4 separate regions of the Mus musculus genome follow, and all the other regions are linked to region 2. A link is a contact called in public HiCAR-type and promoter capture Hi-C data. All regions are on one chromosome and are shown on one strand. Each heading gives the region's core, a stretch centred on a gene start, on an enhancer-like site or on the middle of the called end of the contact. The rest is flanking DNA. Distances are from core to core; before and after follow the strand shown.

What was found. Promoter capture Hi-C pulls out the DNA fragments that hold promoters and counts their contacts. HiCAR-type assays count read pairs that join an accessible place to other places. Capture Hi-C pulls out chosen DNA fragments and counts their contacts.
Region 1: a contact with region 2 is called in a HiCAR-type map of astrocytes, with 2.4 times the contacts expected there. The contact joins the promoter of Rab4b here to the promoter of Zfp30 in region 2. A contact is called at or near these places in 1 of 39 promoter capture datasets (cranial neural crest) and 1 of 115 datasets of contacts at active chromatin or transcription factors (astrocytes).
Region 3: a contact with region 2 is called in a promoter capture Hi-C map of hippocampal neurons, with 2.2 times the contacts expected there. The contact joins the promoter of Akt2 here to the promoter of Zfp30 in region 2. A contact is called at or near these places in 3 of 39 promoter capture datasets (cranial neural crest, hippocampal neurons and liver).
Region 4: a promoter capture Hi-C map of adipose tissue shows a contact between it and region 2, with 2.7 times the contacts expected there. The contact joins the promoter of Zfp607b here to the promoter of Zfp30 in region 2. A contact is called at or near these places in 4 of 39 promoter capture datasets (the C10 cell line, hippocampal neurons and liver) and 1 of 9 other capture datasets (adipose tissue).

What each region holds. Positions count from the first base shown.
Region 1 is chr7:27,175,124-27,180,813 of GRCm38.p6, reverse strand. It overlaps Rab4b (RAB4B, member RAS oncogene family), which reads left to right and starts at 1,931. Exons shown (of 8, transcript NM_029391.2): 1 at 1,931-2,087; 2 at 4,576-4,656; 3 at 4,921-5,035. The coding sequence starts at 2,072. Mia (melanoma inhibitory activity) reads left to right here. Exons shown (of 4, transcript NM_019394.3): 2 at 1-114; 3 at 535-645; 4 at 980-1,073. The coding sequence ends at 1,003. Mir3101 (microRNA 3101) reads left to right here and starts at 4,721; the gene lies at 4,721-4,808.
Region 2 is chr7:29,782,257-29,787,664 of GRCm38.p6, reverse strand. Zfp30 (zinc finger protein 30) reads right to left here and starts at 3,697. Exons shown (of 5, transcript NM_001360208.1): 1 at 2,764-3,697; 2 at 1,362-1,490. The coding sequence starts at 1,469.
Region 3 is chr7:27,587,705-27,592,820 of GRCm38.p6, reverse strand. It overlaps Akt2 (thymoma viral proto-oncogene 2), which reads right to left and starts at 1,269. Exons shown (of 14, transcript NM_001110208.2): 1 at 942-1,269. It also overlaps the pseudogene Gm18046.
Region 4 is chr7:27,687,429-27,692,877 of GRCm38.p6, reverse strand. Zfp607b (zinc finger protein 607B) reads right to left here and starts at 3,538. Exons shown (of 6, transcript NM_001112731.1): 1 at 3,392-3,538; 2 at 1,583-1,663; 3 at 344-396. The coding sequence starts at 376.

The DNA of each region.
Region 1 (5,690 bases), core at 682-3,181, 2.6 Mb after region 2:
GCCCTCCAGGACTACGTGGCCCCTGATTGCCGCTTCTTGACTATATATAGGGGCCAAGTGGTGTATGTCTTCTCCAAGTTGAAGGGCCGTGGGCGCCTTTTCTGGGGAGGCAGTGTGAGTCTTCAGAGAGTGATAATGGGAAGGGTGTGGGGTTTGTTTGGGTTTGTAAAGCCTTGTTTTCCATATGAAGGGAAGATTTGGGGGGAGGGGAAAACGAGATTTGGGGGAAGGAAGGACATTTTATTACTTATTGCATTTTTTTTTTTTTTCTTTAGAAATTACAGAGAAGCTTAGCGCCAAAGCTCTTTTTCATACCCGGGATACAACAGTGAACAAAGGGGTAGAGGCAGGCAACCAGCAAGCCATCAAAAGTGGCAGCAAACATGACATTGTGAGGATTAGTTGTAGTGGCAACATTCTATCCATGAGCAAATGGCATTTAAGCTGAGATTCAAGTAAGAGGGAAGATTGTACACAGGCGTTCAGCAAGCATAAGTGCCGTTTCCCCAGATGGACTTTTAACTTCTTCTCCAGGTTCAGGGAGGTTACTATGGAGACCTGGCAGCCCGCCTGGGCTATTTCCCCAGTAGCATTGTCCGGGAGGACCTGACTCTGAAACCTGGCAAAATTGATATGAAGACCGATGTGAGTGTCTTGGGGGTGGAGGTGGGAGTAGGATGATAGTTCCTTTATTTGCTTACCTGTTTATGAGAAGTAATTATTTTTGTTGTTGGTATGTACCCAAGCTGGCCTCAAAATCACTAGCCTCCAGTTTCAGCCTCCTGAGGGCTGCTGAGTTTACAGGCCCTGCCCAGTGCTGAGTGATCTCTAATTGGGAAATGGCAGAGGGTGCAGTACTGGAAGCTAATGTGTTCATTTCTGGGTGATCAAACCTAGTCCTTGCAGCTATAACTTTGTTAGAACCACTAGGCGCATTGCAATGTCATCACTGGTTGGTTTTCTATCTACTCTTTTTCAGCAATGGGATTTCTACTGCCAGTGAGCTCAGCCTACCGCTATCCCTGCAGTTACCCTTCCGGCTCTATGCAAATACAGCAGCCAATGGCAAACTATTTGTCTCTTTGGTTTTTGGGGTTGGGTGGGTATGTGCAAAGAATGTTTCACGGGTTTCTGAATATAGCCAATTAATGCCCTGAATGTTGTAACGTCAGTGGCTACTAGGCAGAATTTCACTTTGCAAGCCCTTTGCTCCAAGGTAAGGTTTGGGACCCCCAAGCAAGGGGGTAAACAGTACAATATATGTACGCTTTCCTCTCTTTTAAAGGGAGTTGAATCATTGGTATGAGCCAATAGATCCCGAGAAGCGCATAGAACGTACAGTTTTTTTGTTTTGTCTTTGTTTTGAGGGTTTCTCTATGTAGGCCCTGACTGTTCTGAAACTCACTATGTAGACCAGGTTGGCCTTGAACTCAGCGATACATCTGCCTCTGCTTCCTGAGTACTGGGGTTGAAAGCATGCGCGACCCCAGAGCCCGACCAACAGAGGTTTTTCTTGTAGATAGGGATAAATGTGCGCGTGTCCTCAGCTTTCCTCTTTCCGGTCTATGGGGTTAGAAATTACACTCAGCAGCCTGAGATCCATTCTTCCAACTCTGTCCATCCTGCCCTTGCTCCTTCTTGGCATTCTTGTCCCCGCCCCGTGCCTACGTATAACCAATACGGAGTCTAGTCTCTGCTCCCCGATATTTGACCAAATCCGTTCCACCGCTAGGGCAGCATCTCTGCCTCCGCCCTCTCCCACTTGCTCCACCAATCGCTCTTCTATGTCACGCCCCTTTTGACTCGGCCCCTCTCATGCCACCAATCCGCGCCGCTTATCCCGCCCACTGCCTCCTGAATCCACCAATCACTGCGTTGGGCGAGCGTGGCCTGGTATCCGCAGCTCCGGAGGCTCGCGCGGGAGGGGGGGGGGCGGTGAAGGCGGAAGTGGCGGCGCCGGGTCCAGAAGTGGAAAGGAGCTGAGGCTGCAGCCCGAGTGGAGCGGCTGCCAGCCGAGGAACAGGCGCGGCTGCGGCGCCATATTGCGGCCCTCAGCGGTCGCCACTGAGCCATGGCCGAGACCTACGGTGAGGCTGATGGGCCGAAGCAGGGGGGGCTGGGCCCGTAGTGGATGTGGATGTGGAAGTGGGGCGGGGCTTTCTGGTCAGGTGGGCGGGGTCTGCCCGGATACGGGGCAGGGCTAAGTGGGTCTGGGGCTGAGCTAATCGATTTGGGTGGAGCTTGAAGAGGCCGCTGTACGGGTTAAAAAGATCTAGGGCGGGATTTAAGGGACCTAGTCTTGGTAGATTAGGGTAGGGGGTAGGCCTTGAAGAGGGAAGCAAGCCTTCCTGGGCGGAGCATGAGTGGATAGGGCGGGGCTGACGGTGACCAGCAAGGGTCAGGTTTTATGGACTACAGAGAGAGCCTCACAGATGCTGTGCACCCTGCACACTCTGTGGGCTGATCTGGTTTGAGAGGGCTGGAGTGATGTTCTTGAGTTATAGATTTGAAACTTAGCGTCAAGAAATGCGGCATAAGTTTAAGGATAGAGGCCAGGGGTTCTGGACAGAGGATGGGGAGACAAGGTTCAGAGTTAGGCAATCAGTATGGATGTACAGTGTCAGGTGGGTAGAGGTAGGTTGGAAGGCAGTAGAAATCTCTGACGACAATCAGAGACAGCTCCATTCATTGAACACTCATAGAAAAGCCACAGAATCTGGTGCACACTTACCAGAGGAGGTAACCAGTTTAGGACATAGGCCCAACGTCAGAGGCCTTGACAGAGTGAATGAGTGAGAGGGGGTAGGAGGTGAAGTGAAGAGGAATGGAGGTCAGATTTAATTCTTGTTGAAATGGCTTTTGAAATGCATCAGGTAAGGTCTTGCATTGTGGAGACCTTTAGTTTGGGTTTGTAGCTTAGCTGTGCCTAGCTGTGTAGTCTTGCTTTCGTCAGTTAACCTCTCTGGCCTCATTTTCCTAGTCTGGAAAGTAGAAGTCCTTAGTATACTTCCTTCTTTCCTTTTTAAATATTTATTTAATGTATATGAGTACATTGTAGCCGTATTCAGAGCCACCAGAAGAGGGCATTGGATCCCATTATAGATGGTTGTAAGCCACCATGAGGTTGCTGGGAATTGAATTCAGGACCTCTGGAAGAGCAGTCATTGCTCTCAACTGCTGAGCCATCTCTTGAGCTGTATAATTTTATCTTTAGAGCTTTATTTATGATTAAATGAGTCTTTAGGACTGTGATGGGCATGTATATGGTAAACACTATATAAAAATAATTTTGTGTGCTATAACCCTCTCATTTGGGAAACCGAGGCAGGAAGACTGCTTCAAGTTAGAGGTCAGCCTGGACTACAGAGTAATACTCTTTTTCTTTTCTTTCTTTCTTTCTTTCTTTTTTTTTTTAAGACAGGGTTTCTCTGTGCAGTCCTGGCTGTCTTGGAATTCACTCTGTAGACCAGGCTGACCTCGAACTCAGAAATCCACCTGCCTCTGCCTCCCAAGTGCTGGGATTAAAGGCGTGCGCCACCACTGCCTGGCCAAAGTAATACTCTTAAAATAAGAAAAAGAGAAAGAAAGAAAAGTGCAGTGTGCTGGCACTTCCAGCAGTGGGTAGGCTGGGGCAGCAGGATTGCAGTTCAAGACCAGATAGTGAGTCCCTGAGTAGGAAAAAGACAGACAGACAGACAGACAGCAGTGGGTAGGCTGGGGCAGCAGGATTGCAGTTCAAGACCAGATAGTGAGTCCCTGAGTAGGAAAAAGACAGACAGACAGACAGACAGACAGGAAGGAAGGAAGAAAGTAGAGGATGGCAGCACAGTCTTTTAGAGGCTGAGGTAGGAGGAGTGCTTGGAGTTTGAGGACAGCGAGGTTAGTCTGGAATACATAGTGAAGCTTTGTTTCGAATATCAGTAATAATAATGAAAAAAGAAAAAAGAGTCCTCTTGAGCCCAGTAGTGGTGCACACCTTTAATCCCAGCGCCCAGGAGGGCAGAAGAGGCAGGGGAATCTTTGAGTTTCAGGCCAGCCTAGTCTACAAAGTGAGTTCCAGGACAGCCAGGGCTATACAGAGAAACCCTGTCTCAAAAAAAAAAAAAAAAAAAAAAAAAAAATCATCTTGGGCTAGGTTGGCTAGCATGCAGGATTTCCCAAGTTCTATCAACAGCCCTGCAGACTTCTGGATTTTTTTCTTTTTTTAAGTTTTCCTGTTTTCTTTTCTTTCTTTCTTTTCTTTTTTTAAATGCATGCTGTATTTATACTTTTGTGTAAAAGTATACTTTTTTATTATTATACATAAGTACACTCTAGCTGTCTTCAGACACACCAGAAGAGGGCATCAGATCTCATTACAGATGGTTGTGAGCCACCATGTGGTTGCTGGGATTTGAACTCAGGACCTCTGGAAGAACAGTTAGTGCTCTTACTTGCTGAGCCATCTCACCAGCCCAAAAGTATACTTTTTTGTATTTATACTTTTGTGTATACTTTTCCTTCTGACTTTCTGTTTCTTCTCTTATTCCCTTTGTCTTTCTCTCCCTCTGGATATCTTCGGCACCATCTGCTCAGACTTCCTCTTCAAATTCCTGGTGATTGGCAGTGCTGGAACTGGCAAATCATGTCTTCTCCACCAGTTTATTGAGAATAAGTGTGAGTTTCTGGCAGGACCCTGGAACTGCGGATGTGGTCATGGTGTGGGTCAGTGGGGCAGCAGGTGGGGTAGGTAGCAGGTACCATTGACTAAAGCTAGTACTATAGGCTTGCCTCTAGCTTTGGTGGATGGTCTTTGCTAAGTTCTCTGCCAACCCAGCAGTGAGAATTGGGGTACAGAAAAGGAGGAAGAGGTCTGCAGGATGGGGGGGATTCCAGGAGCCCCTGCACTGCCCCCCCACCCCGTTTCCCTCCTACTCTCAGTCAAACAGGACTCCAACCACACTATCGGCGTGGAGTTTGGATCCAGGGTGGTCAACGTTGGGGGGAAGACTGTGAAACTACAGATTTGGGACACTGCTGGCCAGGAGCGGTTTCGGTAGGTAGCCTGGGTTCCCAAGGAGGGGAGAGGGAGGAAGGGGAAGAAAGGTGTGTAGTAAGAAGGTAATGATGAAGTAAGAGCAAAGAGATGCTGAGCAGGGCAGGCAGATGGGGGGTGGGGCAGGGGAGGGGGTGGGCATATTCAGCTCCTGGAGAATCTAGTCTCAGCATATCAGCAGCTTTTAATTAAGTTATGTGTAGATTGAGATTATGTGAGGTATGGAGAACCCAGAGACAGAGAGAGGGTGAAGGAGAAGACAGGCATGTGACAAGGCCTACATTCACAGTAACTGTACGCATCCCTCAAGATTGGTGACAAAGGGAGTTGGCCTGCCTCAGACATCAGGGAGGGACAAGTAGAGGTTGTATAGCACTTGGTCAGGACAGGCAGATGGGAGATAATCAGAAAATGCTCCCTGAGTGAATGAATGAAAGAGGGAAGGCCAAAGTGAGCACTGCCATCCCGAGGACCTAAGTTTGAGCTCCTGAACCCATGTGGTGAAAGGAGAGAAGCAATTGCTGTAAGAGTCCTCTGACCTTCACAATGCGCGATGGAACACGGACACCCACCTACATAAAAGAAACAACGTGCCAGCTTGCCTAGGATATGTTGGATGGGAGTCAGCCTGGGTGAGATAGCATGACCTTGAATT
Region 2 (5,408 bases), core at 2,448-4,947:
GTCCCACTAACTAGGGATCAGGTTTTCAAATATATGAGCCTGTCACAGCCATAGGGGACTAGAGAGATGGCTCAGCAGTCAGAAGTGCTGCTGCTCTTACAGAGTTCCCAGAACCGATATTATTCATAACACATGCTTGCATACATGCACTCAGAGTCATAAATAAAAAAATAATGACATTTTGAGAAAGTGTTTTAAAGGGGCTGGGGAGACAGCTCAGAGGTCAAGAGCTCTTGCTGCTCTTGAAGAGGATCCAGGTTTGGTTCCCAGAATACACCTGGTGGCTCAAAATCACCCGTAACCCTGCTTCCAAGAGACCTAACATCCTCTTGTGACACTGAGAGCTCCTGCACGCGTGTGGAGTGCATATGCACACCCATGCACACTCACATACAGTAAAATTAAATAAGTATATTTAAAATACTAAAAATGCTGAATACTAGTGGCACACACCATTAATCTCCACACTTGGGAGGCAGAGGCAGGTGGATCTCTGAGTTTGAGGCCAGCCTGGTCTACAGAGTGTGCTCCAGGACAAGCCAGGGCCTCACAGAGAAACTCTGTCTCAAACACACACACACACACACCACAATTAATAATAAATAAAATAAGTAAGCCCATGCATATTATATGACTTTTACTATGTCAACAATTGAAGATTTTAAATTATATATGTAGTTACTGTTCACACTATAATTCTATGGGGGCAGTGTTGTTTTTAGAAGATGTCTGCTCTTCAGGGCTTCACACCAAATAAGCCCATGTTAGGGACTGATTTGACCAGTGTGCCCTTGGATGAAGGTGGAGAGAAGAGTAGGGAGGAGACCCATCCCTCAGTGGAATGGAAGAGACTGGGTACAGTTCTAGGATCCGATTCTGTTAGGAAGTTTCAAAATAACAGAGCATTTGTACAACCCGACAGAATAAAAATGATGGGGCAGCCGCAAGGGTAAATGTGTTTGCTGCCACACCAGATAACCCGAGTTCCATCTTGGGGTCACATATGGTGGAAGGAGAATTGGCTCCCAAAAGTTATCCTTTGACCTTTTGACCTTCACAGACACTTGTGGCATTCCCCCCCCCCCCACACACACAAAACGAGTAAATGCAAATAAATCCATGCATGAGCTTGATCACTTGGACCCACATGGGAAGCTGAGGATCTGGGTTCAAACCCCAGGACTCACAAAGGAGGAGAGAACTAATTTCCAAAAGTTGGGGCCATCACACGTATGCCACAGCATGCATACGCCCCTATGTGCATGCGCACATGCTAAACATAAACAAATTAATATGTATATACATACATACAAACATACATGTAAAGTCAGAAAATATCAAGTACAAAGAAAGCAACTTACATGAGCCATGATTCCAGAATCGCAAGAACTGGCTTGTTCTTCCTCGAGGATCATGTCCTGGTGAAGCCGTTCACAGAGGCTAGAGCTGGAGGGAGAGGGTGCAGCCATGAGAGCAGAACTGTTCTAGAGCTTCCAAAATGTAAAAAAAAAAAAAAAAAAAAAAATCAATGTATTATCCCGTTTCTCCCTTCTTATACACAACCTGCCTTCCAACACACAAACTGAGAGGTGAGAGATAACTTATACAGAAACCAAAAACCTCCTCAAAACTACAGGGAACTCAGCTGCAAAATGTGGCTGTGAGACCTCAGTATGCACCAGGATCACCTAGAAGACTGCTTAAAACAGATTTGGGTAGGGTGGGTGGTCAGGTGGCTCAGTGGTTAGGAGCACTGGCTGCCGTTCCAGGGAACCTGAGTTCAGCAGTCAACTCCCACGTGGTCCTTACATTTGTTACTCCAGGTCCAGGTGACCGGACGCAGTATCCTGGCGTCCTCGGACACATGTAAGAGGTGCACATACATAAAAATAAATGTTACGAGAAAGAATGTGCTCTCCTGGTCTTTGTTGGCTTGTTTTTGCAGTCCTCTGAAGCCTGCAGTCCAGCCGGAGCTTGCTAAGTGCTCTAGCCCTAGCCCTAGCCCTGCCATTTCTCACCGGCACCCCCAAGAGATGCATCGGCCGCCGCCGCCGCTGCTCCAGTGCCACACAAGAATGACCAGTGTAGCCTGGAGAGGCCCTGAGTTCAATTTCTAGCAGTCGCACCGTGACTCACAGCCATCTATGCTGGGATCTGATGTTGCAGATCGAACACTCATATACATAAAATAAATAAATCTTAAATAAAAACAAAACAAAAAACCCGAAAAGTGTAGGGGCTTGAGGAAATGCCTCAGTGGTCCCTCCAGCCACCACCTCAATCATTTAAATACATGCTCGTCCTTGACCAATCACACATCAGACTTTAGCAGACATATTTCCGTATTAGAGAATCCTAAGAAAAACAGGACATCTAAATGTATAGCACGTGGGTGCTACATAACCATAGAACCGCAGGCGCTGCGCACTCAAAGAGGAATCCTGATTAAGTCTCTGCCCACTGAAAATGCAGGGAAATTCTCAGACCCAAAGCAATGAATAGTTCGCTTTTTTTTTTTTTTAAAGACAGGGTCTCAATGTAACCCAGGCTGGCCTTGAACACTTGGTCCTAGTGGAGTGGCAGTGACACCACTCACAGTTGAATAAAACATTTTCACAAACGTCTTTCAAAGGGAAGGAAATTAAAAAAATCCATACTCAAAACAACAACAACAACAACAGCAAAAACAAACAAACAAAAAACCAAAAACGAAAAACAAAAACTCAAGCATTTCACAGGAACACAGAAGTTCTAGAAACTCACACATAATCTCTGTTTTAAACAGAAGTAGTAGCTGCTGGCTTCTAGGGTCTCTTCTGAAGACTGGCAGACACTCCAGGCCTTGTTTCTTTTCTTTTCTCTTCTTTCCTTCTTCTTCTCTTTTCTTTTTCTCTCTTGCAACCCAACGTTAGGCAGTAGAGAATGACCTTGAGCGCCTACTCCCCCTGCCTCCACCTCCCAAATCCCGAGAAGTCAGGTGTATGCCACCACGTCCTCTGGCCTCACCCCTACGCTTTTCTGAAATTGATCAGAATCCCCTTCCAAGCTTCAGGGCTCCAGGCTGACCCCATCCGTATGATCCCAGCAAGCGAGATAGACTACAGCAGCCCACAGTCACCCGTGCCCGAGTTTGCTGCTTCGGCCACTCTGCTTCACCAGTTACCAGTCCGGGGCTGCCCAGCCTTAGGTCCGAGGTGTCCCCCGGTTCTCTGCTCCCCAGGCCCGCCGGGAATCTAAGGTTCTGCACAGGGTATCTCCACCGTGCAAGTCGCGGCCCCCGCCTTCCCTCTCGGTCCTTGTCCACAGCCAGGCCGGGGTTTAGGTGCAGCGCGTCAGCACGGCAGCTGTACCCACGAACGGGCCACCTGAGTCCCAGGGGTCCTCAGAGCGGGTCCCCGGAGAAGAGCGTAGGCCGCACGAGACCGGGGACCACCCAGCTGACGGGTATCCCGGGAGGGTGGGTTGCCAGCGCGGTCAGCGCTGCAGCGGCGGCACCAAAGTGCTACGGACGGGACCGTGGTACTGAAGGCTCTGGGACATCAGATCTCAAGCCTGAGAGTCCGACTGCCACTAGCTTCTTTGACTAGGTTCTGGGCTTCCAGCCCCGCGGAGGCTGCGAGCCAGGCCCCTAGCTCTTGGTCAGGGGAAGGGGGTTGGAGGTGGGGCTGTGTGTGTCTCTTTCTCGCTGCTTCAATGCGCATGCGCACAAGGGAGCCGCAGGGAGGCGGGGAGCCTTCGGTAGCATCTTGTGCAGGCCTGGACAGAGGGAGTTTGGTTCCAGGATCCAGGATTGGGCAGAAATGGCCAAGTCTTTAGGCCTACAGCAGTAGCTCTGGCGTTGAACAAACTAACCCCCAGATGCTTTGAGGTCCAGCGTGGAGCGTTGGCTGAACCACTTATACTAGTTTGGGCATCTATTGTTTGTTTTTAAAGCTGTGGTCTCTCTAAATGACCCTGGTTTTCTCTGTGGACACCAGGCTGACTTTGAAATTGAAGTGATTCTCCAGTAAGCTTCCTGAATGTGGACATTAACGGCACACACCACCACACCCCCGCCCTCTACCTGAGTTTTTTCTTTTTCTTTTCTTTTTTTTTTTAACCAGTTTTTCTTTCTTCTTAAATCTCTATTTGAGACAAACTCTCTCTATGCAGCCCTTGCTAGCCTGGAATCTGTGTAGACCAGGCTAGCCTGGAACTCTGAGATCCACCTGCCTTTGTTTCCGTGGTGCTGGAATTAAAGGTGTGCACCACCACTTCGGACGTGGTTTTCTTTTAACAAAGCAGGCTTGAGTTTTTGTTGTGGCTGTTGTTTTGTGGGTTTTTTGTTTGTTTGTTTGTTTTGTTTTGTTGTTGGTTTTTTTTTTTTGTTTTTTCGAGACAGGGTTTCTCTGTATAGTCCTGGCTGTCCTGGAACTCTGTAGACCAGGCTGACCTCAAACTCAGAAATCCACCTGCCTCTGCCTCCCAAGTGCTGGGATTAAAGGCATGCGCTACCACCACCCGGCTTTTTATTTTATTTTATTATTTTAGGCTTGGGGTTTTAGGCTTTAGCATGAGGAGAGGGGCTCCGAATGACGGCACCTGAAATCGCAGTATGGGCTTCTCTGAAAGAATAATCGATTGGGTTTTCATGTTATTCTTATGTTCTTGTGGTGGTTTGAATAGGTATGGCCCCATAGATTCATGCATTTGTATGCTTGCCCATGCCAAGTAGTGATTTTATGTGTGGCCTTATTGGAGGAAGTGTATCATCACCGTAGAGGCGGGGCTTTGAGGTCACATATGCCCAAGGTACACCACATCTGCCTGCAAGCCTCCACCTTTCCCGCAGGACGATGGTGGACTGAACCTCTGCAAGCCAGCCCCTATTAAATGTTTTCCTTTATAAAAGTTGCCCTGGTCATGGTGTCCCTTCACGGCAATAAAACCCTAAGAGAGTTATGTTAGAAAGAGCTTTCCTTTAGCCCGTTTAATTTAGTCTCAACAGCACATATGCATAGATTCTTAATGAGTTATAGTTAATTTAATTCTTTTTGATGCCTATTTTTTTCCCAAGATTTGGTTTGTGGGGGCCCCTTTAGCCTGACATTGGTGGGCTGTTTATTTGAACGACAGCCCAGGCTGGCCTGGGACTTGTGATTCTGCTGAATCAGCTTCTCCATTCAGCTGGAATTACAGGTATTAGGCACCACCCTGGGTTATTGGGTAGCTTGTCTTCTGATAGGTTTCTAACACTGATGAGGATGATGATGATTAGTATTATTAAATATTATAGCATTTAATAATTGAGGGGTCTGGAAAGGTGGCTCAGTGCTTAAAGGACTGACTGCTCTTCCAGAGGACCCAGGTTCAGCTCTCAGCACTAACATGGTGCCTCACAATTGTCTGTAGCTCCAATACCAGGAGAT
Region 3 (5,116 bases), core at 20-2,519, 2.2 Mb after region 2:
AAAAGGTGACAGGCAGGTCCAGAGGCACTTCTCCTTATCCAAGCCCGATAGCCCCTCCCTTTCCTAGTAGGGAGCCAGACTAGAGATCAGAAAACTTCAGTGACTTCTAAAACACATCTCCACCCCCGGAAGCAAAGAACTTGCCAAAGGATGTCCCACACACCTTAAAGAGAAATAATCTGAGAGGGTTCTGGAGTGGTGAGTGGACAACCCCATGATAAAAAGCAGCCCAGTAACGATCCCGTTTTCCCCAAAGTCATAAAGAAGTTCAAGAAAGGGTGAGCTGAGTGTAAACGCCCACCCCTGCATATTACAGGAAGAGAAAAGCGCTCCTCGCCCACTCAGTATCACACCCCTAAAAGTACGCCCCTTAACACTCACTCGGGCCTCCCAGCACCCTGTGCCTCAAAGATGATAAACATCACAGCCCTCCACCCGACCCTGTTCTCCTCTAAGTACAAAGACTGCTCTCTCGTGTCTAGGTGGTACTACCCTGACTGCCCCAACACGGCCACCCTGGGCCCAGACCCCTCTCCAGAAGCTCCCATCCCTCTAAGTGCACTATAGGAACGGCTCCCAAAGCACCCAAGCGGCACTTGACACGGTGAGCGCCTCAAAAGCTGGACAGGCTGGCACCACAGAGAAGGAGCTGTCTCCCCCGATGTCCCCGAGGGCAGCCCCCAGCCCGCACACTCAGAGAGAGCTCCCCCCGCCGCCGCAGTGGTATGGACCACGGCACCCGCCCCGCGTCCCTCTGGGTTTGTCCCCCCCAGCCCCGCAGCAGGCGCCCCCACTCCGTTCCGGAAGAGGGGGGGAGCCTCCAGGTCCGTGGTCCCCGCCAGGCGGGCACGGGTGGTACGGCCCAGCGAGGCCCCACGGGGGGCCAGGACGCGACCATCGCGGAGGGGAGGGCGCTTGGGGACACGCGCTGGCGTACTCACCTGTCACCGGCGGCCGCCCAGCCTCTCCGGCCGGGCTCTACCCCCGCCCATCGCCACGCTGAGCTCGTTCCCGCTCCTTATTTATGAACTGGCGGCAGCAACGGCGGCAGTGCTGGCGGCGGCGACGCCTTCTCGGAGTCAGGCCCAACGGCTCGCGCAGCGCGGGCCCCCCCGCCCCCTCCCCCCAGCCCCCAGCCCCCACTCACAGCCCCCTCCCACCCGCTGGCCGGAAATACCGCCTTTTCCAGCCACAAACAGGAACTGACGTAGTAGACCAAGGGAATGGCCTCAGAAAACATCAGACCGCAAGCGCAGGAACTAGGAGGCAGGCAGGCTCAAGGCAGCGCGCCTGCGTACTTTAGGCACCCGTCACGTTAACTTTTTATTTATTTATTTTTTTTAAGAGCCCCGTTCTGAGCTGGGGGGGCGGAGGGGGGGGTAGCATTACACATGCGCAGTAGGACACCAACAAGTAGGCTTTCCCCGAAGGCCCAGTGATTACTTCCCGGCAATCAAAGGGCTTTATTTACATATGCTTTGATCTTGTTTTATTCTTCTCTTTCCTGCCTTCCTAGTTCCTAGACCAGCGGTTCTTCACTTGGGAACCTCTCACAGGGGTTGCCTAAGATCATCGGAAAATTCAGATATTTACATTATGATTCATAAGAATAGCAAAATTAGTTATGAAGTGACAACGAAAATAATTTTATGTTTGGGGGATCACCACATGAGGAACTGTATTAAAGAGTCACATTAGGTAGACTGAGAAACACTGTCCTAGACTTTCTTTTTTTCTTTCTTTTTTTTTTTTTTTTTTTTTTTAACTTAATGTATGAGTGCTCTGATCTGCAGGCCAGAAGAGGGCATCAGATCCCCTTATAGATGGTAGTGAGCCACCATGTGATTGCTGGGACTTGAACTCAGGACCTCTGGAAGAGCAGTTAGTGTTCTTAACCGCTGAGCCATCTTACCAGCCTGACTTTTTTTTTTTTTTTGGTTTTTCGAGACAGGGTTTCTGTGTATAGCCCTGGCTGTCCTGAAACTCGCCCTGTAGACCAAGCTGTCTTGAACTCAGAGATCTGCCTGCTTCTGCCTTCTGAGCAATAGGATTAAAGGCCTGGCCTGCCACTGCCAGGCTCCTAGATGCTTACTTATAGAGACCCAAAACAAGTTAGTTAAGATCAAGCACAAAGCAGGGTATGGCAACAGGTCTGTTACTGCATCATTCTGGATGTTGGGGCAGGCCAGCTAGACCTTGTCTCAAAAAAAAAAAAAGATGTTGCACTCAAGCTTTGAGCCACATAACCCCACATTAGAATATCCTCTTCTGTAACTATGGGCTGACTTCTGTATCCACATCTCAAGAATCCACATCTTCAAAACACAAATAACCTTGGATTATCTTACGAAAACAGTTCTTATTAAACTGTGACTTCAAAATATTAATGTCACTTGCACATGATATATATCTAAATAAATGTGGGACTTATAATTTCTCATATGGAGTAACTTGAGCCCATGTAAGACTTAAAACCACAGAAAATCGCTCACAGAAAAAAAGGTATATAGGTTGCACGGCTGTAACCCACCTCTGCAGACCCTGAAACAAGAGGACTAAGAATTCCATGCCAGATTGGGATTCATAGTAAGACCTTGAAATTTCAAGGTTTCCCTTAATTATTGGGGATGGAGTAGATGCAAGTGAGGAGCCAGAGAGGAGAGCATCAGACTGGAGCTACAGCTTCTGACCACTGTAGTCAGCGCCATGGGGAGCTCCCAGCCAGACTCAAGTCCTTGCAAAAGCTGGAGGCTTTTTTTTTTTTTTTTTTTTTTTTTTGGTTTTTCGAGACAGGGTTTCTCGAGACAGGGTTTCTCCATGTAGCCCTGGCTGTCCTGGAACTCACTCTGTAGACCAGGCTGGCCTCGAACTCAGAAATCCGCCTGCCTCTGCCTCTGCCTCCAGAGTGCTGGGATTAAAGGCGTGCGCCACCACGCCCGGCTTGCTGGAGGCTTTTTTATTAGTATTTTATTTCAACATTAATGGGTGGCTGGGGGGCTTAGCAGTTAAGAACAACCCCTGATCCCCAGAGAACTGAACTTCAGCTCTCAGATCCCACATACCTTTTTTTTTTTTTCGTTTGTTTGTTTTTCTGTAAGCAGAGGGAAATGTTTTCGTTTTGGGAAAAAGCCATGTAGCCTTGAGCTCATAAAAATCCTCCTATGCCAGCCTAGGCAAGTGCTGGGATTACAGAGATGCCACTTTACCCAGGTCATATGAGGGGCTCACAGGTGCCTCAGCGGGTGTACATACCTGTTTGCCAAGCCTAATAACCTAAATGTAATCCCTTGGGACTAATATGGTGGAAGGAGAACAGACACCCTCCAATTGTTCTCTGACCTCACATGTACACCACGGCACACAAACACACTATAAAGTGCAGTAAATCTTTAATCCCAACACTCGGGAGGCAGGGGCAGGCGGATCCCTGGGAGCTCCAGCCAAGCCAGGGCTACACTGAGATCCTGCCACAAGTTAAGAACACTTATTACTCTTTTTTTAATTTATTGTTTTATTTATTTATTTTAAAGATTTATTATATTTATATGAGTACACTGTAGCTGTCTTCAGACACACCAAAGGAGGGCATCAGATCTCATTACGGATGGTTGTGAGCCACCATGTGGTTGCTGGGATTTGAACTCAGGACCTCTGGAAGAGCAGTCGGTGCTCTTAACCGCTGAGCCATCTCACCAGCCCCCACTTATTACTCTTGAAGATAACCTTGGTTCTATTTCCAACACCCACATACCAGTTTACAACTCTCTTCTGATCTTTGAGAGCACCAACCGTGCACATGGTACACACACACACAGACAAAACACTTAAACTAAGAGACCCCAGATTCTTTTTAAGAGATAAAATGGTTCTTCCTATAAGCATTCTGAGGTGACCTATGAAGATGGCTTGCTACTCTACTGACCCAGAAACTCCTACAAAATCATGCAAATAAACAAGTTCAAATCTTCATGTTCAGTTTAAGAACACTGGTGAAACTGCCAGGCCATCAAGGGTAGGCATATGTGGGAAGTCACCAAGTGTCTGAAGGATGTCACTTTAAAGAAGCAATGTCCTATAATGGTGGAGTGTAGGTATTCCCAGGCCAACCAATGGGGCTACACAGGGTCAGTGGCCAAAACAGACTGCTGAATGTTTGCAGCACATGCTTAGCAATGCGGAGAGTAACCCTGAACTTAGGGGTTTAGACGTAGATTCTCTAGTCATTGAACACATCCAGGTGAACAAGGCACCTAAGATGCGCCGACGAACCTACAGAGCTCATGGCTGGATTAACCCACACATGAGCTCCCCCTGCCACAGTGAGATGATCCTCACTGAGAAGGAACAATCGTTCCAAAGCCAGAAGAGGAAGTCGCACAGAAATAAAAAGCTATCCCAGGCGAAACAAAAATGTACCACATGGGAATAAATTCAGCATAAAAAAAATGCAGATAAAAGTAAAAATTAATTTAAAAATGTAAAATAGTTGAAAATCAAGTGTATCTTATTCTGTAGAACTGGCTGACTTGGAACTCAGTAAGTAGATCAGACTGGCCTTGAACTCAGTGGTCTGCTTACGTCTGTCTCCCAAGTGGTGGGACTAAAGGTGCACTACCATGCCCCATCTGGCAGCTAACTCGACAGTCCTCCTACCTTAGCAACTCAAGTAAGTGCTGCACCACTGCACTCAGTTCCTAAAAACCAGAAACAAAATGAACAAGAACTATATAGTGAGTTCCAGGGTAGCTAGCACTACACAGCGAACTCTTCTCAAGAAGAGTCCTATTGATTGCTGTTACAAACTCTGCCCCTCCCCCTAAAAAGAGTCAACTACTTAACCAGTAAGGAAATGTATTAGTATGTATTAGTTATATTTATGCTCTTGCCACAAGATGGCACCATATATATGAGCTGGTCATTCTTTTTTTTTTTAATTATAAAAGGCAAGATTTCTTTCTTTTTTTTTTTTTTTTTTTTGGTTTTTCAAGACAGGGTTTCTTCATGTAGCCTTGGCTGTCCTGGACAGCCAGAGCTATACAGAGAAACCCTGTCGCAAATATCCAAAAAAACAACAAAAAACAACAACCACCACCCACAACTTTCTATGGAAATTTAA
Region 4 (5,449 bases), core at 2,289-4,788, 2.1 Mb after region 2:
TTAGTCAGATTTCCCAGGGCAGTCACATGAGACCATCCCCTCAAAGCTCTGAAGCCCTCAAGACCCCTGTTTCCCTGTGGGACTGACACCTCCACTGCAGGGACAGTCCTCCCTGAGCACAGACCAAGCAGAGAGCACACGTGGAGGAATGCATTCAAAGTCAACCGCAGTGCCAGCTGGGAAGAGGCACAGACAGGAAGTGCTCAGACCTGCCAGCCCTCACTGGAAAGGGGCAGACTGGGCTGGGGGAATCCGGATCCTTGGGAAGCTTCAAGAGGGAAAGAGGGCAGGAGTCACATAACCTGAAGGTCGCCCTATGTCAAAGAGAAAAATGCCAACTTACACAGACCATGTGTTGAGAACTGGAGCTGGCCATTCTTCTTCAGGCTTCCTCCCCTGGGGGACAAAAAGAAAGCCATTCACTGCATTGTGACTTGATGTTCCCAAACTGGCTTCTGTCACTATGATGTCATCGACTACATTTATTTCTCAAGCCTCCCCACTCACTCTCTCCCCTCCCACCACTCACAGCCTCCCACACACAAATTGAAAGCACACAGGAGTCTACACAAAGCCGATCCCCCCCAACCCAGACAACCCACTGCCAAGGGGGCAGTGTGGGAGTGCAGGGCACAAACATGTCTGCCTAGAACTTCCTCCAGAAGAGGCCAGCAGAAGGGACCCATCTTCCACCCTGAGCTCCAGCTCGCCCTGCACCTGGGCCGCTCCTCCTACTGTGCGCAGATCTCAGATCTTCACACTGGAACCCCACCTATCAAGGCTCACAGGGGCTCACGGCATCCAGGTGGCCCCTCCTGTGTAAACTCAGGGCTGAAGCACAGCGAGGCTGGAGGGGCTGCAGCTGCAGTGCTCAGGCAGTGTCCAGCATTCTGTGTTCACTGTTAGTGAATGGGACTGTGCACCATGGACCACTCTCCTGAGAACCTTCCCTCATCTATGATAACGCTTATGTCGTCTCAATGAAGCCATGATCCTTTATGGAGATAATTAGCTGTAATTAGATGTGGTAGCAGGGGTGTATAATTCCAGAGGCAGAGACAAGAAACTTGTTCAAAGACCCAGTCCAAATATGATCTAAGTGAGTTCTAGGGCAGCCTCTATCTGTGGTGCTGGCAAACTGAGTATTAACATTCGTGAGAATGACATCCTAATGTCTTCTGTCACGCCACATCCAAAAGTCAACTCAAAACAGAAAAAAAAATTAAAATTTGAAATTAACACTCATAGCAAAAAATATACAGGGAAGCCTCCAGGACCGTGGACATATTGGGCATTACTCAAACTTCCTGGTTAAGGATCGGGCAAGCCGGAAATAGACATTTCCCCAAAGGGAACATCAGTATGGCCAGTCAGAGATGCAAGAAACTAATCATCAGAGAGAGAGAGAGAGAGAGAGATAAAGTTGCCATCAGAGGCCTCCTCACGCCTGTCAAGAGTGTCCATTATTGGGGAGGGGGGGGGGCTGCAGAAATGGCCCAGTGGTTTTAGATCACTTTATGCTCTTGCAGAAGACCTGTGTTCGATTCCCAAGATTCACATCCTGTCTCACCAAAGTCCCTACCTCCAGCTTCAGGGGAGTTGGCGCCCTCTTCAGGCCTCTCAAGGCACATGCATGGTGCGCACAGGTCTGGTGGGCACAACCCTCAAGAACAAAAGATAGAAATACATCTTGTTAAAATTAGTATCTAGTATCAGAAAGAAAATATAACGTGGAGCACATGGAGGAAAACTCACACTACTGGAAGGAATGTAAATTCATACAGTCACTGTAAACAGTGAACTCCCACCTGATCCATCCATCCATCCCACTATGGAGTGGAAACCAAAAAAAGGAAATAACATCAGCATCAGCAAGAGACATTTACACTCCCACCGCTCTTCCAGCATCATTTCCATAGCAGTGATACGCGACCTCACCAGCAGACGAATGGACCAAGCACATGGAGGATGGGGCTCACGCACAGTGAATCATTTACTACAAAATGGATGCACACATGCAATACGCTAAAGAGGAAGGCAAGCACGGGGGATGGTGATGGCTCAGGGGTTGAGAGCCACTATGGCTTTTCCAGAGGACCGAGTTCAGTCTCCTGACAGCTACAGTGCCTGGAACTCAAGCTGCAGGGAAGCCTATAGCTCTGGTTTCCAGAGGCACCTGTGGTCATGGACACATAACCCAACATACATAACTTTGAAGACAAATACTTCATCTTTAAACAAAAGACAGACCCCCATGGTCTCAGTCATGTAGAATCTGAAGCTGTTTTCTCCTAGGAACAGTAAGATGCCGGTTACTGGGGTTTGAGTGGCGGAGGCTGGATGTGCAGCATCGGGGTCGAGAGTGGGAGGTAGATCTATACCATAAGCGAGAGAGTTGGGAGATGTGTCATGAAACATGGTGACTGGGATTAATAGTTTGTAAAGTCTTAGAGAGTAGATGGCAAGTGTACTCGTGACAAAAATATAAGTTAGATGAAGTCCTTCAGTGCTATCACTTTCCCACTCCCGAAATCCTCACAAGCGAACAGACCATCTATCGACTGCATTCTTTTCCTGTCTTGTGATGCCATGGAAATAGAAATCAGATGTAGAACAGCAGCGTTTGAAAGCCCTAATGCTAACCTCTGTAGGTCCCTATGGAAAACAGCTTGGGAAAAAGATGGGATTGTCGACAGAAGACATCAAGGGTCACTGAAATGATAATGTGAATACTAGCTGGAACGGGAGGGGACACTAAGGACAATAGTGCAGTTGTAAATTTGCATGCTCCTGCTTCATTTCCTAACAATTCTATATTCTAAAACTAAAACCTCAGTTCTCAAACCGAAAAGAGCACTCACTCTTGAATCTTAGATGGGTAGCGATAATATTTTCATTATTCTCCAGCCTCCCTCTTGAATAATGGCCTAAGCAGGGAACCCGAGTATACATGAGATCGCAGACTACATTTGAGAGCATCCTCAGTGAGAACTTTCCTTCTCTTCCCTCGATATTCAGATTCGGCAGAGCTCTGAGACAGTCACGGAGCTCAACAAGTACCCTCCCTCCTAGACGACACCCCCGTCCTTAAATTATAGCCCTAAGCTCAAGTCTGAGCCTCGGGGAAAGCTTCCCTTCAGACCCCGCACCTGACCTCCCCTTACTGAAGCTTGGTCCTCTGCTTTAGTCCCTGTGTCCCTGAGAGAAAGCAGGAGCAGACAGCGACAAGCAAAGAGACACAGATTATGCAGAGAGCTCAAGGTGTGTATACAGTTAGACACTGACAGACACACACGCACATACACACACGTACACACACCACAGTTCCTACACGCCCACACATCAACACCCATTCGCCACACCCACACCCGCCTGCGGTCTCCCGCCTTACTCTGTGGAGGCCAACCAGTGACTTCTGATTCCCACCTGACCATCCGGGGTAGCTCCGCCTGCACACCAGAAGTTATCTACTTCCGACCCTATGCTGCCTGGGAAATGTAGTCCCCTTGTCCCAAACTACAAGAAATATAATGCTTCATAGTTCTGGGATATCCCAGCATGCAACCTGGGCCAGCCCATCTGGCAGCTGCGCCCTGTGCTTTGTGGGAGTTCCCAGGGATGGTGCCCTTCTCTCTCTCTCTCTCTCTCTCTCTCTCTCTCTCTCTCTCTCTCTCTCTCTCTCTCTCTCTCTCTCTCTCTCTCTCTCTCTCTCTGTGTGTGTGTGTACTTCCGGGTTCTGTGAGTAACTGGGTTTCACCCCTGTGGAGAAGACAGGTGAGCCTAAGTTTTAAACGCAGGCTAGGAAGTAAAATTGGATCGAGATGTAATTGAATACGCTTTGCCTGAGACCCACTGCAGGGTTCCACCTCGCTGTGCTCTGGTGGGACTTTGTCAGTGTTCTGGGTTTTTCTGAACGATCAAAGAAAGAGGGACACTGCAGAATGAATTTAGGCTTCCCAGAAGCAGAGGGATCCATTCTGGTGAGCTGAACTAAACGGCTAACAGCTTCGCAGGAGGGCTTTTGTGATTGTTACACAAAGGACCTTTTAGCAAGTCAATTCCCGCATACCCAAATCTCATATCAGATCTCAACGAACCATAAGGTAAGTAAACAGAATCATAAAAATTCCAAGTTAAAAAAAAAAGAAGAAGAATTCCAGGTTTGCCGGGAAGACAGCTTATGGGAGTCTGAACTTTTCTTCACAGCAACCAGAAGCCACAGTATACACCAGCTTCAAACACCTTGTTCCCAGCCCCCATTTGCCTAAGATGGCATATCAAATCTTCAGTATGCGCCTGTCCTGCTGAGGAAGTTGTTGAACATGTCCCGTTACACAGCGGCATTGTGGCTGTCCCTTAGTCTGCTCAGGACACCCGATGAAGAACCCTCTTTAGCGCTCAGATTTCACATCCTCGGTTGGACCAATAGGCCATCTACAGAGCCAGATCTATGGGGAAACCGTGCATCTGAAACCCACTATACAGACAGTGCTGTGGCCACAAAGGCACCGGCTGCTGCAGTCGGGAGCTCACGGAAGTCTCCATCCCACTAAGCCCACGGGAGCACCTGAGTTTGAGATGAACTGTGGTCAGAATGGTTTTGTGCCCCGTGGAAAGGTTATCCTTGGGGTTTTCAAATGGTCATTTCTCTGCCCTCACCTCTTGTTTCTATCTGAAAATGACATTGTAATACTTAGATTTTTTAAAAAAAACTCTCGTGTTTCAAGTTCTATAAACAAAATCTTACCATTTGTTCTCTGCCCTGACAATAAATGCAGATTGCCCAAAGGCTGGGCAGAGAGAAAACAGGGCAGCACGTCTCCCAGCCAGGGGGAGGAATGAGAGAGGGAGTTTCAGATCACCAGGAGGAGGAGAGGGTCTGAAAAGATGCCATGAGAAAAAAACATCTGAATCCCAAAGAACCAGATCTGTGATAATATGCAAGCAACGTGGGATGGAGCAGGTAGCCAGATTAGGATTAATAGATCAATAATTGCCCAGATTAGGATTAATAGATCAATAATTGCCCAGATTAGAATTAATAGATCAATAATTGCCCAGATTAGGATTAATAGATCAATAATTGCCCAGATTAGGATTAATAGATCAATAATTGCCCAGATTAGGATTAATAGATCAATAATTGCCCAGATTAGGATTAATAGATCAATAATTGCCCAGATTAGGATTAATAGATCAATAATTGCCCAGATTAGGATGTAATAGATCAATAATTGCCCAGATTAGGATTAATAGATCAATAATTGCCCAGTATCTGGGTGCAGCTTTGTTTCTCTGTGTGGTTACTGGGGACTAACAAAAGTTAAAAGAAATGCAACCACCAGATTACTTCACACTGTGATATAAATACATTTATATTTTAAAAATAGTTCATTTTATAATAATCGAGGACATGAGGCCCGACAGACCAGAGTGGAGTCCCTCATTC